2 separate regions of the Mus musculus genome follow, and region 2 is linked to region 1. The links are chromatin contacts, called in public Hi-C maps. All regions are on one chromosome and are shown on one strand. Each heading gives the region's core, a stretch centred on a gene start, on an enhancer-like site or on the middle of the called end of the contact. The rest is flanking DNA. Distances are from core to core; before and after follow the strand shown. Region 1 overlaps Habp4 (hyaluronic acid binding protein 4). Region 2 has its middle 31 kb from the start of Ctsl.

Region 1 (3,075 bases), core at 399-2,898:
GTTCCTGAGTTGGAGGTAGAAGAGGAAAACCAAGTCCAAGAGATGACCTTAGATGAGTGGAAAAACCTTCAAGAACAAACCAGACCAAAGCCTGAGTTCAATATTCGGAAGCCAGAGTCCACAGTTCCTTCCAAGGCAGTGGTGATTCACAAGTCCAGATACAGAGACGATGTAAGCTTGTCTCAGGGGAATCTGTACTGTTGACCTCATGAGGCACATAATAGCCCAGTCTCAGTGGGTGTGGAAATAGGACCTTGCTATTTGGCATTCTTGTTCTCCTCTCCCCACCACCAAAACATTTATTTTGTATTTGAGGAGTACATGTCAAACCTGTGGTTGTCAGGAATAGAGACTTGGTGCCCACTTAGCCATCTTGCTGGCCTGCCGCTTGGCATTCTTGTTTCTGTTCAAGCTTCATCAAGGATGATGGAAAGGACTAGAACTTGGCATGTGCACAGTCAGGTACTACACATTCTCTGGAAGCCTTGAAAGTCTGGTCTCTCAGTGAAAGAGGCACAGAGGAGATGTTTTGAACATTACTGGCTCTGCCTTTTGATGATCAGAATGCAATCCTCTCAGGTCCTTTGGTTTTAGACTTTAGTGTGTCACCTGGTCTGGTATTAAAACTATCCTCCTGCTTCAGCACCCTGAGCTGTGCACCACCATGAGTGCTTATCTTCCAATGGGTCAGTTGATCAGTTGAAGCAATAGCTGGGAACATAAGTTCTGTGATCCCTTTGTACAGTATTTTAATAGCCCTGCTTCCTCTGCCCAGCTCTAGAAACAAAAGAGAAGCCCCTGGCCTGCTGATAGCACGGTCAGACACCATTCCACAACCAGCTGTCCTGAAGGCATTATTAAGGACTTCAGTGTTGTGCAGACCTTATTGTTCTGCATGGTTTCTATACAGCTCTATCCCTGTGTGTGTACACGTGTGCCTGTCACTCTCCACTTTTATTTTCCGAGACAAGATCTCAGTGAACCTGGGCCTCACCAATGCAACTAGACTGGCTAGTGAGCTCCAAGAAGACTGTCTTTGCCTCCCTGGTGCTGCAGCTATAGATGTGCCCTGCCACAGTCAGCTTTTTGATTGAGTGTTGGGCATATAAACTCAAGTCCCTATGCAAGCACGTTACCAACGTGGTTCTGTTTCCAGAGACCAACATCAGACTTTTTACCAGATGCCTGAACCGAGATATTCCAGGGAAAAGCATCAGTCATTTAATTGCATTTGTTTGTTTGTTGCTGAAGTTAAAGGAACTCTGAAGCACCCGGGTGTAGAATGTAAGAATTCCTGTTGTCAGTCACAGCATGAAACCATGCAGATGGCTGTGATGAACAGTCGTCTTCCCTGCTGGATATTACTCCCTGACTTGCAGTCAGAAGTTTGTTAGATTTCTAGCACTGTTGAAAAATGCCTGAGGTCATTTATAGTGAGAAAAGCTTTGGTTCAGCCTCAGGTTGTGTGGCCCAGTGGCTTTGGGCCTGTCACATCAAAAATGCAAACAGATGGCAGAAAACCTTATTTGCTTGCCAGACTGTGGCCCAAAACCAGCCACGTGTCCAAGTGTCTCTATCCAGAACACAGCCTCTATCATGCCTCACCTCTTTACGATTGCACCACCCGCCAAGACCATCACTATGGGTCCTTTGAGATCCACATCATGGCAGTTTCCAGGTGCACTTTGGTCAGTCATGACTGGTGACACAGCATACTCACTGTCCTCTATTTGGTCAGTTCAAAGTCTAAGACACATTACTAACACGTTTTGGGATGTTCCACCAGAGACAGGATAAAGCTTCCTGTGAAACCACTGTGCCATCAGGCTGGGAAACAGGTAAAAATAGAAGCCAGTTCCTCAAACCACATCAGATCCATCTTCCTGGCTCCAGAGATCTATTGGAATATTTGAGGTAACCAAGTTAGCTGAGTCACCGAGCTTCATTAGTTTGGTTTCAATAAAGTGAATGTCTTTATGTTAATCTTCTGGTCATTGCAGAATTTAGCCAGGGATTGTTCTTAAAAAGCATGAGCCAAATCTTTTGTGGTTTTGTTTTTTCAAGACGGGGTATCTCTGTATAGTCCTGCTTGTCCTGGAACTCACTCTGTAGACCAAGCTGGACTCATAAACTCAGAGATTCACCTACCTCAGTCTCCTAAATGTTGGGACTAAAGGCGCGAGCCACCGCATCCAGCAGGACTTACTTCTACCTGAATAGACTAACTAGGATCTGATGCATATATTCCCGGTGCTTGGGACCCTGAGTGCAAGATCGCCAAAGTTTCATGCCAGTCTGAAGTATTGTTTTGCTTGTGTTAGACAGTGTCTTAGTGTTCAGGGCTGGGACACATCCAGGGTCTTCCTAGTCCACAGGGTCACACAGACCACCAGGGCAGCACATTAAAAATGTGCATCTGTGGAGATGGCTGCGCCTGTGCCCGTCTGACCCTATAACTCTTTCAGATGGTGAAGGAGGACTATGAGGATGAGTCTCACGTCTTCCGGAAAGCTGCCAATGACATCACATCCCAGCTGGAGATTAACTTTGGTAACCTCCCTCGCCCTGGTCGGGGAGCCAGAGGCAGCACCCGGGGAGGCCGAGGGAGAATGAGAAGAACAGAGAACTATGGCCCCCGTGCAGAAGTGGTGGTAAGTGGCTGTATTGTAAATCCCTGACGGCTTGCTGAAGGAGAGGGCAACTGCTTTGGGCTACAGTGGTCTGATTTTGTGGTTGCCTCCTAGAGTCTGATCTGGAGCAATTTTGAACAGTGTCACTTTACTGACATAATCACAATTCTCTCAGGCGGGCCACGGGTGTCACATCTGCCTGTCACGCTGAGGCTCATGGCAGAGAGAGCTCTTTCCAGAAAAACCTTGCTTAACACTGGACTTCTATGACTTAAATTCCCCACTTCATGTCTTTACCTAAAACACTAGCTCTCCGTGAGAAGCTGTGTGACTTCATCCTTTGCTTACCTTGGTGGGTACCTCGCATGTAATAAACAGTTACTTTTTTAGGTTTATGAGTATGTACACCAGTGTACTGTCTGTAACTCTAGTTCCAGAGGTTCCA
Region 2 (3,075 bases), core at 184-2,683, 220 kb after region 1:
ATTTATGTATGTGTATACAGTGAGTTCCAGGCCAGGAGGATCAGGAATTCAAGGTCCTCTTCTGTTACACAGGATCAGCCTGTAACCATATTCCCATCAGAAGAGAAGATATTTTAAAGAAAGACACTTGAGGTACTAGGCTACTAAAACATTGAACCTCAAAGAGTTAATGAATGGCTGAAGTCCTGGAGTCAGTCAGAGGAGGAACTTGCCTCTCAGGAAGGAAGTTCACACACTTATCAGACTACCTTGGAGAGACTGGAGCCGAGACAATCATAGGCAAGAATGCTTGACCAAGACTGCTGAGTTGCGTATCTTCTCTTGGTCTGTTTAAATCTAACCACCATGTTGGTGCCCCAAGATGGACATTTTTGTTTCTTCCCAACGTGACTTTCCATGTTGAATACATGTGAAAAGCCATGTCTGAGGCATGATCCTGGTGTTGGGGAAACAGAGACGGGAGGACTTCAGAGGGCTTGAGCCGCAGAGTCAGCGAGAGTCACAGTCTCAGAAAATAAAATCAATATAATAGAGGAGGTACAGATGACATATACACACACAAATAAAATCAGTTCCAAAAAGGATGCTTATATATAATTTATATACCTTTTTGTTTTTAGAACCTCTGGGAAAAAAAGGCATGTAACATGAAAAGGGAAGGCGTCTCTAGCTGCTTCTAGAATTTCGAAGTTCATCACTATTGAGTGTGAGACCCTCAGAGGCTAATAAGTTTAGGGCTGTAGGTCAGCAGTCCAGCAATTGCCTGGCAGCCACAAGATCCCTCTCACCTCACCATGGGGGTGCGTGGGGTGGGGGGAGGAAAGATTGATAATCTTGTGGTCTATAAACTTGATTTTCAGTGGGTTTATCTGGACTCCAGAAATAACAAGCGTACTGGGCTTGGGAAAGCTTTGGTTACCACCTGAGCTTGGTATACAGTTGTGGGGTTCTGCTCGATTGAAGCTTGGTGGTTATAGCAGGAGCTGAGGGTGTTTGTGAGGGGAACTCCTCCTGATTCTGGCATTCTGATTGCCTGGATGGGAGCCTCCCCTGGAACATGATACTGTTTGCTGTTGGCTATTTCAGCTTCAGCACAAAGTGTATGACGAAAGTCAAGGCAAGCCAGTTTTGATAAACAAAACTCCAACTTTGATCCTAAAGATGGAGAAGCAGCCTGACGGAGTCTTTGCATAAATGCTGGGGGTGGGGGTGGAGCGGGGTGGGGGCACTGTGTGAGTTATACACAGACGCCCACAAGAGAGGGCTTGTTTTCTAATGGAGCCTTCTGCTTCAGGCGTCTCATTCCACTGGTACAAAAACTAGTTGCATTCCTTTCTTGTGATGTCTGCCAAAATTCACAAGTTCAGGCGGGTGCTTCATGGGACCATGAGCACCCCACTCATTCCTGGCAGACTGGACTCCTGACCTCATTTTGAGATGGCTCAATGAAGTCTGTTATTTCTAGCTCTCCAGATTGGCCCCAGTTTGCAACAACAGACTTAGAGGGACTGTACTTTCCTTCTGGGACACTCCACACAATGGTAAAACAAGTTGTTCTTTGCAATGATATTAACCCTAAAAAATATTTTTTTTTCTAAGCTGCTGTCTGCATGAGCCACTAGAAAGAAAGAATGGGAGGTTTTTTGTTTTTTGTTTTGTTTTGTTTTGTTTTGTTTTTTATAAGTCAGGATATTCATCCTGTCCATCCTGGAACATGATGTGCTTAGTGAAGTTGTGTAAAATGTTTTCTGGTAACAATCCTCTTATAAAGTCTCTTCTTAGCTGGGAGGTGGTGGCACACACTTTTAATTCCAGCACTCAGGAGACAGAGGCAGGTAGATCCCTCTGAGTTGAGGTCAGCCTGGTCTACAGAGTGAGTTCCAGGACAGCCAAGGCTATACAGAGAAATCCTGTTTCAAAACAACAAAACAACAACAACCTTTTCCAGATGAAATATCTGAGCAGTAATTGGTGGTGAATTTAAAATACAGAACTATGACTGGTAAAAAAACATCCAGCGATTTTTTTTCAGTCACAGGAGGAGACAAAACACCCCACAGAGTAGCGATTATCACAGTGTTTTTCAAAACTGTTCTAGAAGGTGCTTCCCTCTTCTTGAGGAAACCTCTCGGTAGCCTCTTCCAGTTGGGAGGATGTTTTGAATTAAAACTGACCCAGAAACCAGATCACAGCCCACAGTGCTGACTCTAGCAGAGAAAGCGGGGTAGAGCAGAAGTTAAAAGCCAAGAAGGCAAATTCAGTTCAGGGAACTGTTGCAATGAGGGAAACGGGAACTCTGTGTAGAAAGAGCTCCTTTCTTAGACACCAGTGCAAATTAGGATTTGTGGTCTGGACTGGGAGGGGTCAGTGGATGGGGTATTCTGAGTAAATTGACTTAGCAGTATTTGTAAATTAGCAGGCCAAGGTCCAAGGACAGAGTTGACTTTGGGACTATAACAATTTAGAGAGTCTCAATAGTTAGAGCAAGGACATAGTATTTTCTGGAGGCACTTCTGTAGGAGTGGCTGATGATTATCACCCAGACTCAGTTTTTTAGCCTTTGGATAATACTTATTCCAGCCATCTGGGACCACATCCAGGTATTTGGGAACCTTGATGTGATCCAAGTGTCTAAAACACCGTTGAAGGTGGAAATCGTGTTCAGGAGTCTTGCTTGGCAGCTTGGGGACCTGGAGGAAGGGTAGACCTTGCGGAGGCAAGCAGTTTAACTGAAGCAAAGATAAACAGCTGTAGGGGGTTTCCGCACAAACAGGCTATGGTAAGCCAGCTGAGACATCCTGACCTGATCCTGAGTTCCTAGAACTGGATAATTTTCCATGGGATTCTCCATTAAGGAGATCAAAATCTAGTGAAGCCTGAAATGGTCTCAGGGGAGGAACTTTTGCACTATCTTGCCCTGTCACAAGACGTTAGAGGTAATCTTCAAGATATGACCACTCAGACACAGTTTGTAGCCAATCGAAAGTCTTTTTTCCACCGGTGCATGTCGCCTCTGTGTCTGTGAGTTCTTATGTGGGACGATTCTGTTAACGTGGAGAGTCTTATTTCCTTGGT

The links. A called contact is a pair of places that touch in the nucleus more often than the background predicts.
Region 2: a Hi-C map of liver shows a contact between it and region 1, with 9 times the contacts expected there. The contact joins two enhancer-like sites. A contact is called at or near these places in 2 of 484 Hi-C or Micro-C datasets (embryonic stem cells and liver) and 1 of 9 other capture datasets (liver).

What each region holds. Positions count from the first base shown.
Region 1 is chr13:64,182,108-64,185,182 of GRCm38.p6, forward strand. Habp4 (hyaluronic acid binding protein 4) reads left to right here. Exons shown (of 8, transcript NM_019986.3): 6 at 1-171; 7 at 2,466-2,651. Among named protein-coding and RNA genes, the nearest start is that of Habp4, 22 kb to the left of the region's middle. Within about 2 kb of position 1,649, at least 7 of the 459 cell types and tissues checked have an H3K27ac peak or open chromatin away from gene starts, as enhancers often do. A contact at or near this core is called in liver, where this site is marked.
Region 2 is chr13:64,399,883-64,402,957 of GRCm38.p6, forward strand. No RefSeq gene overlaps it. Among named protein-coding and RNA genes, the nearest start is that of Ctsl, 31 kb to the left of the region's middle. Within about 2 kb of position 1,434, at least 135 of the 459 cell types and tissues checked have an H3K27ac peak or open chromatin away from gene starts, as enhancers often do. A contact at or near this core is called in liver, where this site is marked.